Regions from separate parts of the Sus scrofa genome. Here region 2 is linked to region 1. The links are chromatin contacts, called in public Hi-C maps. All regions are on one chromosome and are shown on one strand. The core of a region is the stretch at or near the end of the contact, and the rest is flanking DNA. Distances in the headings are between cores, read along the strand shown. Region 1 overlaps ACER2 (alkaline ceramidase 2). Region 2 has its middle 37 kb from the start of DENND4C.

The links. Hi-C and Micro-C count contacts between places; a contact is called where the count stands out from the background.
Region 2: a Hi-C map of subcutaneous adipose tissue shows a contact between it and region 1, with 1.7 times the contacts expected there. The contact joins two enhancer-like sites. A contact is called at or near these places in 7 of 47 Hi-C or Micro-C datasets (embryonic fibroblasts, epiblast stem cells, fibroblasts and 4 more).

What each region holds. Positions count from the first base shown.
Region 1 is chr1:203,396,228-203,401,891 of Sscrofa11.1, forward strand. ACER2 (alkaline ceramidase 2) reads right to left here. Exons shown (of 7, transcript XM_001926911.5): 4 at 327-464. Among named protein-coding and RNA genes, the nearest start is that of ACER2, 16 kb to the right of the region's middle. Within about 2 kb of position 2,959, at least 13 of the 83 cell types and tissues checked have an H3K27ac peak or open chromatin away from gene starts, as enhancers often do. A contact at or near this core is called in subcutaneous adipose tissue, where this site is marked.
Region 2 is chr1:203,635,140-203,640,803 of Sscrofa11.1, forward strand. No RefSeq gene overlaps it. Among named protein-coding and RNA genes, the nearest start is that of DENND4C, 37 kb to the left of the region's middle. Within about 2 kb of position 2,877, at least 46 of the 83 cell types and tissues checked have an H3K27ac peak or open chromatin away from gene starts, as enhancers often do. A contact at or near this core is called in subcutaneous adipose tissue, where this site is marked.

The DNA.
Region 1 (5,664 bases), core at 1,709-4,208:
TCCTTATTCTTGGTCTATGAACACTTCTCTTCTCCTTCCTACAGGCTCAACTTGAGGCAGCTTGGTCTAGGCATTCACCAGGTGTTTGAGAAGTTCCTCCTCAGCTAGCTTTGTTCAGGAGATGCAATGCATTTACTGTTCCTCTCTTTCTGAAAATGAGACCATTAACATTTTGAAGCAAACCATCAAACTTGATGCAATCCAAGCATCAGGCATTACCCTTTGTGAGGACTAACTCCTCTTCCACACTCAAGGGCAGTAAAAGAATCAGGAGCTGATGTGCCCCTGTGTCACAAGGACGGCATCGGGGACAGGTGGGCACCCACCTCCTTAGCTCTGCAATGAGCAGTGCAGTGCAAGGAACACCCAGGGTCATCAGAGAGATGTTGTTGATGGCAGGCTTGACAAACGCCAGGCACGTTGTAACTGCAGACAGGACGCAGACCACGGCCTTGAACCTGCCCCTATACGAGTGAAAGCAAAGGACATCCGTTAGCAAAGGCGGTCTTGTTTGTGCGTTTGAATCTTGGCAAAGTCCAGACCCTACTGATGGCATTGCCAGCTGAAAAGAAATTCTGCACTAAGTACCAGGATTTTCAATACCACTCTTACTCACTAGCTCAGTAATTCTAGCAATGTATACCTAGGAAATAAACAGAAAAATTTTAAATATCTAGCCATGAAAATGGTAAAATTAGAATCAACCTAAGTCCCTAAGGGTGAGAGATGGATACTTGGTTTTTTAGAATTACTTTTTGGCATTTCCTTCATATGTTTGACAGCACGATTGGGCAAACCCGTTCCATAAAGGGTCAGATAGTACATATTTTAGGTTTTGTCATTCAAAGGGTCTCTGCAGCAGCTACTCAACTCCGCCATTGTAGACAAGAAGTAAGGGAATGGGTATGGCAGTGCACCAATAAAACTTGATTTGCAAAACCAAGGGGCCCATTGGCTGTAGAACATTGTCTGTCAAGCCTTGTTATACATGTTCACCTTGTAGGACTTTTATAAGAAAAACAGAGGCTATTTACAAACCATAAAACTTCCTAGTTTAAAAGAAAAAGAAAATGCCCTTTGTGTCTAGCACACAAAAGTTAGAGTCTAGGGGAGTTCCAGCCGTGGCTCAGAAACGAATCTGACTAGCATCCATGAGGATGCAGGTTTGATCCCTGGCCTCATTCAGTGGGTTAAGGATCCAGCATTGCCATGAGCTGTGGTGTAGATCACAAACATTGCTCAGATCTGACATTGCTGTAGCTGTGGTATAGGGTGGCAGCTACAGCTCCCATTTCAACCCCTAGCCTGGGAACCTCCATGAGCCTTGGGTGCAACCCTAAAAAGACCACCCTCCAAAAAAAATTAAAGTCTATAATTCTAGTATCTATATTTACTGACAATCCACAGGCCAGCAGGCATTGGAGTTCCGTGTTAAGTCTGTGACAGGACAAGTCTAGAAAAGTAACTGATAACATCCTGACACCCTTCAGTGAAGGTACTTTTGGTAGAAAGAGTAAGAAATGGTGACGTGACCCTGGACATGCTCCTCCTCCTCTCCCAGGGACTCCATTTCCTTAAAACAAGAGGTCTTAGACAATCTCTAAGGCCACATCCACAACTGAACATGAGAAGCACATGATTTTCCTGAAGTTTCTGTAATTTCTCATTAGCACAATTTTCTTTGGCCAAGAGCCCTGAAAGGATCACAGTTAGGAAGCTAATCTAAATGAAATTCCACTAAAAAGAAATCAAAGTGCATGGAAACCTTCAAAATACAAAAGTATCTCTTAAAGAGGAAAACCACTTATCATCAAGGTACAGGATATCATTGATCAAGCTGCCAAGGTTCTGACTGGAATGAACAGGAATTGTAGCCTTGAACTTTGGCTGAAGGGAAAATGTATATACATATACGTGGGAAAGAGTCCAGGCGGCAAATCCTCAGGAGAATCATGTTTTCCTCCTGGCCTTGGCTGGCATCCTCCTGCACCTCAGCCTGAGGATGGCAGCCTCATGTGACCCCTGACCCCCATCATGCACATGGCCCTTGAGGATCCACAGTAACTCTATCACTGGGTTGGAGGTTTTGTGACACATGTCAAGGCTTTCTGGCCTTTGGGGTTTGGAAAAACACATAATGAGATACTTCCAGATTGCATCACCTCCCTATATCCAGTGGTTTCCATTTCAGACACAGGATACAGAGCAACAGAGTGATTCAAAGCACAGGTGTTCCAGGGAGACCCGTGTATGTTCACATTCTGCCCGCATTACTTAGCAGCTGTGGGGTCTTTTGCCAGTCACTAATACGCTTCCAGCTTCAGGTTTTCCCCACAGAAATCAAGACACCTGCCTCAGAGTTCCTGTTGTGGCTCAGCAGAAACAAATCTGACTAGTATCCATGAGGACACAGGTTCGATCCCTGGCCTCACTTAGTGGGTTAAGGACCTGGCATTGCCATGAGATGTAGTGTAGGTTGCAGACACGGCTCAGCTCTGGCGTTGCTGTGGCTGTGGTTTAGGCCAGCTGTGACAGTTCCAATTTAGCTCCTAGCCTGGGAACCTCCTATGCTGCGGGTACAGCCCTAAAAAGCCAAAAAAAAAGACACCTGCCTCGAGGTGGTCTTGCAAGCATCAGAGCACTCCACACAGTGCCTGGTACATGGGGTGTGCTAATAAAATCCATTCTTACTGTTATCATGACCATTATTTAGAATAAATGTTATTTTAAATAATATTATTGTTGATAATATCACACTCTTGGGAAAAACCTGTCTGAGCTGGTGCTGCAGTCACCAAAGGCACTAGAGAGTACTGCCAAAGAGTTCAAAGGCAGTGAGCTTGACGAAACATGCTTTCTTTGAGGGGAACGTGGGCAGACACCTCCCCACCACTCCCCAGAGAGTGGAGAGGAATGTGCTTCTGGAAGGCGGCATAACCAATGAGGACATCCTGTGAATACACGATTCTACAACCAGAAGTCAACAGGGGTCACGTGGCCAGCCCAGCCGACCCCGGAGTCACCAGAGGCCCTGGAGATAGAGAAAGCTGGAAATATCTGGAAAGCAAGGGGCCCCAGTAGGTTGTTTTCTAAACAACCCCTGAGAGTCACAAGACTCCCGCATTCAGTCCTGGCAGGTCCACCCCTGTCATTTTGTAAGTGAGGAACTGATATGGCCCAGAGAGTCCAAGACAGTGGCCCCAGGTCATCAGCCAGAGAGAGCAAGACAGGCAGACCAGCCTGCAACCTTGGCTATTCAGAATTCAAAAAAATGAACTGGATCATAAAGTGAGGGCTGTCCCTAAATTTGGTAGATGCAACCTCATAAAAACCATAGCAGGATAATTTCTCCAGAAAATAATTAGCCTATAACAGTTCATGTTTTTTTCCTCAAAACAAAATTGTCAAATTATTAACAACCATCAACAGTTAAGTATAAAGCCGGACAATTCCTAGGACAGTCTAGGCAAGATGAGAGAAGGTGCTTTTTGAAAAATCCCACCAATTATTCCTATTTACATGGTGAACTTTAATAATTTCCCTGCTGTTCTAGATATCTTTATTTTCAAAATGCTTATCCATATTAGCCATTCATGATAACTGCTAGCACTTATTGAGCCTTTATTTTGTACAAGACTCTACTATACACTTTATATGATTTTCCCATCTATTTCTAACCTCTAAGGTAGGTACTTTTACTATTTCCACTTTACAGATGTGCAAGATGAGGTATCAGAGCTCAGAAAAGAAAAGTGGATTGTTATCGACTCCATCTCTGTCTGACCCAAAGTCATTTAGCCACCACACTGTCCCCTCTCTTCTCCAGAAATCTCACACTGAAACTACTCCTAGCATTTTTTTTTTTTAGAAACATTCCAGAAAAAAAGAGAGAAATGTTAATTATCTTGTAAGTTCAAGCAGCTAATCCTCAGTCTCCAGAAATCCTGGTTTTGACCTGAAAATCTGTGACCTGGCCTGCCACTCTAGGGCAGAGCCACGGCCTGTTTCCACACCATGGGCAGTGAAGCCCACACAGAGGGGTCTGGCCTTCATGCCTTCTGACTCTCCAGAAAGTTCTGGCAAACAGGGTAGACAAATGGAGCTGAAGTTCTTATTTACAGTGAACTACTCCTCCTCCTATAATATACACCTTTTCTTTCTTAGCTCATTAAAATTATCGATATTCATTCCCTCCTTCAATTTGTATGCACATCTCAGAAGTGCTAGGCAGACATCACCTCACGCTGTTGGTAGTCACGAGAACTAACCTGGAGCACCCATCACATTCTTAGTACTAGACAAAATCACAATCATCTCACGAGAACCCTGAGGTGAATGCAATTAGTCACCCCACTCTACAGATGAGGAAACAGATAGTTCAAGACTCAAGAGGAGTTGTACAATTGGTAAGCAGGGAAGCTAGGATTCAAACCCAGGTCGTCTCCAAGGCCATGGATATAGACATATAGGGTGCTCAGTGCCTCCAAAGGATTCTTCCCAAACTGAAGACAGAAGGAAGGGCCCCGCGCTCTCCGGAGAAATGCCGCAGAGAACTGGCCATGGAAGAGTCCCCTGTGGTCAGAGACCACCCTGCTGCCCAGTGTGTTTCATTATTAAAGTCAGTAAACTTTCATTGCTACAGCCTCACCCCGTTTTCTTCTCGCCTGCTCCCACCCTCAAGAAACAAGAGAAAATAATTCTCTATTATGAACATGTTAAAAACTGTCCCGAAGAATTTCAAACCCAGGCCTCGAGAGCACCACAAACAATAAACAAAACCCTTATTGCCATTTCGTCAGCTTCTCACCCAGATCCCAGGGCTCCACCCAATCAGACTGAACAGCAAAGTGTCTCCTCAGCTCTCAGCCTAAGGCACTAGTGCAGAGAGAGCATGGAGGGGGTGGGGAGGGGCCACCTGCTGAGGCAACAGGAAAAGTCGAAAGGTAAGGGGTGTGTTTCTCAAGTACAGGGTGGAGGGGGGGACTTCCCGCCGGCCAAGCCCCCTCATGCCCTTGCCACTGAGTGGCATCCCCTGCACCCTTGCCCTCATCCCTGCCCCACCTCCCCAGGCTTTCTGATCACCCCAAGTCATTCTCCTAAAGCTGAACCAGGAAACAAGGCACAAGACTAAACTAACTGCAGCAGGTTGGTTCAGGCTACTTCCAGGTTCTAAAGTACACGTTCCGACCCGGAGAAAGGTCTCGGTGCACTGGAGACCACATTCCAAGACCAGGAACACCCTCCTTTTCACTCTACTTAGAAACAGCTGCTCTTGCTCTCATTTTTTTTTTTTTTTTTTTTTGATAAGAAACTTTTTGAGGATACATCTATCTGCTCAGTGGTACTCAGAAATAATACTATTAAATTCAAATCCTGCAGCTCAGGATGAAGACTACACCACTAATCCACTTAGAGAGTGTTTTCCCCCTACCTTATATAAAAATACATTTTTAGGATTAAAAATTAACTGCTCTTTGTATTAAAAAAAAAAAAGAGTACAGATTAAAGGTAAAAGTGAAAGATCTCTCTTCCCTTATTCTGAAGAATAGTCAGTGGTAGTAGTTGCAATCCTCACCTCTTAGGCACTTTTGTGCAAATAGAAAGACATACACTCAAAGAGGCTGCATTCGTTCTAAAATTAGGTGTTGCACACACAGTTCTACC
Region 2 (5,664 bases), core at 1,627-4,126, 240 kb after region 1:
CGGATCCTTAACACACTGAGCAAGTCCAGAGATCGATCCCCTGTCCTCATGGTTACTTGCTGGTTTGCTACTGCTGAGCCACAATGCGAACTCCAACAACTGCATCTTAAAATGTCCCTCTGGGAATTCCCTGGTGGTGCAGCAGCTTAAGGACCCCGGTGGGGGTGGGGGCGGTTATCACTTCTGAGGTTCGGGTTCGATCCCTAGCCTAGGAACTTCTGCATGCGGTGAACATGGCCAAAAAATTTTTTGTTTTTTGTTTTTTAAAGCCCTTCTGTGGGCCTCAAATATTTAAGAGTCTCAGAGGAATGTAATTGGTTCTGAAGGAACAATTCATGGTAGAAGAACCTGTCTCACAACTTGGAATCCTAAGACTATAGAATTTCAGAGGCTCACACCAGCTTGCATTTCAGAAATTATTATCTTATCCAGCTCATTACAGATGAAGTAACTGAAGCCTAGGAAAACAACATAGTAACTGTGTGACCTTGGGCAGTTTAGTTATTTTCTTTTGCCTCACTTTTCTCATCTATTAAATTGATCTTAGAGTGTGAAGAAAAGGGAACCTTCCTGCACTGTTGGTGGGAATGTAAATTGGTGCAGTCACTATGGAGAACAGTATGGAGGTTCTTTAAAAAACTAAAAATAGAACTACCATATGATCCAGCAATTCCACTTCCATATGTATATATATCTGGAAAAAACAAAAACACTAATCCAAAAAGATACATGCACTCCACTGTTCATAGCAGCACTATTTATAATAGCCAAGACATGAAAGCAACCTAAATGGTCATTGGCAAATGAATGGATAAAGAATTTGTGACATATATATATATAGGTGTTTCTTAAAAAACAGAAACAAACTCACACACAGACAACCAACTCGTGGTTACTAAAGGGAATAGTGGGAGCAGGAAGAGATAAATTAGGAATTTGGAATTAACAGATATACCCTGTTGTATATACACAATAGATAAAAGAACCTACTGTATAGCACAGGGATCTATATTCAGTATCTTGTAATAGTCTCTAATGGAAAAGAAACTTTTTTTTTTTTTGTCTTTTTGCCTTTTCTAGGGGTGCTCCCTTGGCATATAGAGGTTCCCAGGCTAGGGGTCTAATTGGAGCCGTAGCCACCGGCCTATGCAAGAGCCACAGCAATTCAGGATCTGAGCCACGTCTGCAACTTACACCACAGCTCATGGCAACGCAGGATCCTTAACCCACTGAGCAAGGCCAGGGATTAAACCCGCGACCTCATGGTTCCTAGTCGAATTCATTAACCACTGCGCCATGACGGGAACTCCAAGAATCTTTTTTTTGCTTTTTAGAGCTGCACCCATGGTATCGAGTTTCCCAGGCTAGGAGTCTCATCGAAGGCTACAGCTGCCAGCCTACACCTGAGCCATAGCAATGCCAGATCCGAGCCGCATCTGCAACTTACACCACAGCACACAGCAACGCCAGATCTTTAACCCACTGAGCGAGGCCAGGGGTCAAACCTGCAACCTCCTGGTTCCTAGTCGGATTTGTTTCCGCTATGCCACGATGGGAACTCTTGGAAAAGAATCTTTAATAGAATATATATATATATATATATATATATATGTGTATGTGTGTATATATAACTGAATCACTTTGCTATACACCTGAAACTAACACAATATTGTAAATCAATCATACCTCAATTGAAAAAGAAGAAAGTTAACTCTGAAAGATATGCAGCTTTCTTCTGAGTAATTTCAATTCTCACATAGAAGGCACCTATTTCAGACTCTAATTCAGCACAACAGATCTGAGTGTAAATGAAATAACATGCCTCTGAATTTTCGTGGAGATTTTACTGAACCCTAAATTTCATACTAGTCATTCTTACATATGTATTTTTTTCATATAATAGAGAGTACTATATACAATCAAAAGGAAATCTTTTGCCTAGCCATAACCCCTGTGTCTCCATTCCCCTAACTGCAAATGACCAGGTTCTTACTTATCATTTCAGAGATATTTAATGCATTTTTCTGATATAAGAAAGCAAAACTTCAATACACATTTTATTTGATCCTCACAAAAATTCTATTAGGTAAATAGAAGAGGATTCCTTCCTGATCACAGAATTGAAAATGGAGGCTGAGGTGTTCCTGCTGTGGTACAAGGGAACGCAGGTTCGTTCTACAGCCTGGTACAATTGGTTAAGGATCAAACATTGGCTGCAGCTGCAGCAACTGTACTTGGCTCTGATCCCTGGTCCAGGAACTCCATACGCCATTGGGCTGCCAGGAAAGAAAGAAAGAGAGGAAGGAAGGAAGGAAGAAAGAAAGGAAGGAAGTGGGGGCTAAGAGAAGTGAATCAATTATTATAACTCTGTTCTACTGATAGGTTGATCACATAGTGAGGTCTTTATAGAGCACCTCTTGCATCTAGGCATTGGGCTGAGGAGTAGAGGCAAGACTCCAAGTTCAAATGCTTTACATCTTGGTGATATTTCTATTACTTGGAGTGGTTCCTGAATGCTTCCATTTAAGAGAGTGAATGTCTGTGGGAGTTCCCATTTGGTGCAGTGGGTTAAGGATCCAGCATTGTCACATATCTGTGGCTTAGGTGGCATGGTGCCACCAAAAGAAAAAAAAAAAAAAAGACTGAATATTTTAAAATTTGTAGAGGTCTTCATACAATGTAAGCATATTTACTAGAGAAATCTTAATTCACAAGTATAATACCCAATGTTATTCTGCAAAAGCTGAGGCCAAAGGAAAGAGAAAAGTAAAGGCTGACTTTTCTAACTATAGTACTTGCCTGACTAGGCAGCAAGATTTTAAAGATTTCTTAGGAAACCTCAACTGTTACAAGGAAGTGTTGCTTTTGGTTTAATGTTTATCCTGCTAGTGCACTCCACCCTTAAATGATCTTAGTGACTAATAGGACTGGCACCAGTTCTCCCTTACCAGATGTGAATTCCACTTATCGTCTTGTTTTTTGTGCCTTTTGCTGATTTGTAGTCACAGGCAAAATTAAAGAACTTCTTAAACAAGAATAGGCAATGATGTCTTTGCTCTTTGATTTTGAAATTGGCCTTGCACGATGGCCTCACCTAAAAGTCCTGTGGTTAGTTGTTCTTACGTTCCCTGACAGTGAGAGGGCCCTCCCTGGCCACCCGCAGTGACTCAGAAGGCAGCTGCAGAGAACAGGAAGACCAGAGATTCATGTGACAAGCCGTCAGCCTTTACCAGGGCAGACAAAGCAGGTGGACGTCTCTCCTCCTCCTTCCCTCCTCAGCTTTATGTTGCATTTCTGTTTTTTTTTTTTTTTTTTTCTTCCTCAAACTGCTCTGAATTTTCTCCTTGACCTAGTTTCATCTGTGGAAAAATGCTGTCCGGAAGGGCCTGCTGAGATTTTGTCTGGGCCTGCATCCCTGAAGAAGGCCAACAATCTGTTTGCACACCAAGAATGGAAAAAATGTTTCCATGCTCCAGAAGTTACTGAACACACTCTTTCCAAAATGAATCGATTCCTTCTATCAGGGATAGTTTTCAGTAATTGGGAAAACAAAGCTCTCAATATTCAGTAACCAGCCTCTAGATTTCAAAAGAGACCACACATCCTTACAGTTTCTTGCAGTTTTTCTTGGCCAAGTTTAAGTCATTGTTTGGACCAACATTAGAATCATAAAGCTTAGGGAATTGTTATCTTTAGAGAGGGATCCAGTAATCCGTGATTTTTTTTTTTTCTTTTTTCTTTTTAAGGCCATACTTGTGGCATATGGAAGATCCCAGGCTAGGCGTGAAATTGGAGATATAACTGTCAGCCTATGCCACAGCCACAGAGACACCAGATTCGAGCAGAGTCTGTGACCTACACTGCAGCTCCTGGCAATGCTAGATCCTAATCCACTGAGCGAGGCCAGGGATTGAACCCTCATCCTCATGTATACTAGTCAGGTTTGTTACAGCTGAGTCACAATGGGAACTCCCTAATCTGTGATTTTTAACTAGCGCTATTGATCTCAGAGAGACAGCATTGAGTGATGGCTTGAAGTGAGATCTTGATTCCCTGCTCAGGAATTGAACCTGGGCAGCCTGGGTGAAAACCAGGAATCCTAGCCAGTAGAACAGCCAGAGGCTGAAAGAAGAATTGCCTTAATTCTTGCCCCCTGTTGAAAGCAAGAATGTTTCAAGGAGGCAAAAACTGTAAAAATAAGTACAAAGTTTATTATTAGAGACATACTACAACATGTGGAAGAGCACATAGAGGGGTAGTTTATTTAATCCCACTGTGGTCCAATGGGATTGGCGGTGTCTCTGCAGTGCCAAGGCATAGGTTCAGTCCCTGACCTGGCACAGAGGGTTAAAGGATCTAGTGTTGCTTCAGCTGTGGCATAGGTCAAAGCCGTGCCTTGGATTGAATCCTTGGTCCAGGAACTCCAGATGCCAGGGGATGGCCAAAACAGTAATACACACCCAAAAGAGGAGAGCATTTAAATCACTTATATAAGACAGTTTCTCTGGGTCTTTGTTTTCCTTTGGCCAATTATCTTCTTTTATTTCTCATATCCGATCCCACCCAGGGCCCTCCCAGATATGCATGTGCCTCTTTTGGCCAAGATGGATTCCAGGGCAAAGTGTTATGGGACAGCTAACAGGACTTATTATGGCCTGGTGTACCCTCCCTCTTTGACCCTAGGATTCTTTCTGAACATGTGTAACTGGGGAGGTATCCTTGACCCCAGGAGTGATTGATGTGGTCATGTTATCTTTTTTTTACTCCAGCAGAGTTCAGCTCCTGTCATTAACTTTCTCCCTGAGGTGTAAAAGAGAAGCAAGGCCTAATTAACTCAGCTTAACAAGTGCCAGAATTACTGTCCTGGCTCAGTGGTAATGAATCTGACTAGCATCCATGATGATGTAGGTTCGATCTCAGGCCTCTCTTAGTGGGTTAAGGATCCAGTGTTGTCGTGAGTTGTGGTGTGGTTCACAGATGTGGCTCAGATCTTGCGTTGCTGTGGCTGTGGTGTAGGCCAGCAGCTGTAGCTCTGACTGGACCCCTAGCCTGGGAACGTCCATGAGTGTGGCCCTAAAAAGAGAAAAAAAGAAGCAAAAAACCCCCACAAGTCACTGCTGTTCTTAGCCCAGGGCCCATCTACTTCCTACAACTAATTTTTATGTTTGAAATTAACTCATCTAAATCAGAGTTCACAAACCTTTGTTGCTGACACCAAAGAAGACCATCCTAGGAAAGAGAGTTTTTGCTAATACCTACCCTGACCTCACTTCTTTATTTCCCCCTGTTTCTGCCAAAATGCCATTTCTGAAATATTGCAGGGTCACTGTAAAAGGAAATAACGGACAGAAGAGTTAAGGAAACAGCAGTGTTGTCTCTCAATTGTCCTGATATGGGAACGATTCTGTTCAACCTAAAAATTTCAAATTAAGTTTGGTTTGGTTTTGGTTTTGGCTGTGCCCAAAGCATATGGAGTTCCTAGGCCTAGGACTGAACCTGTGCCACAGCTTCAGCAAAGCCGGATTCTTAACCTGTTGTGCCACTTGGGAACTTCTTGTGTTCTTTTTTTTTTTTAAGTTTTTGTTGTTGTTGTTGTCTTTTTGTCTTTTCTAGGGCCACACCTGAGGTATATGGAGGTTCCCAGGCTAGGGGTTGAATTGGAGC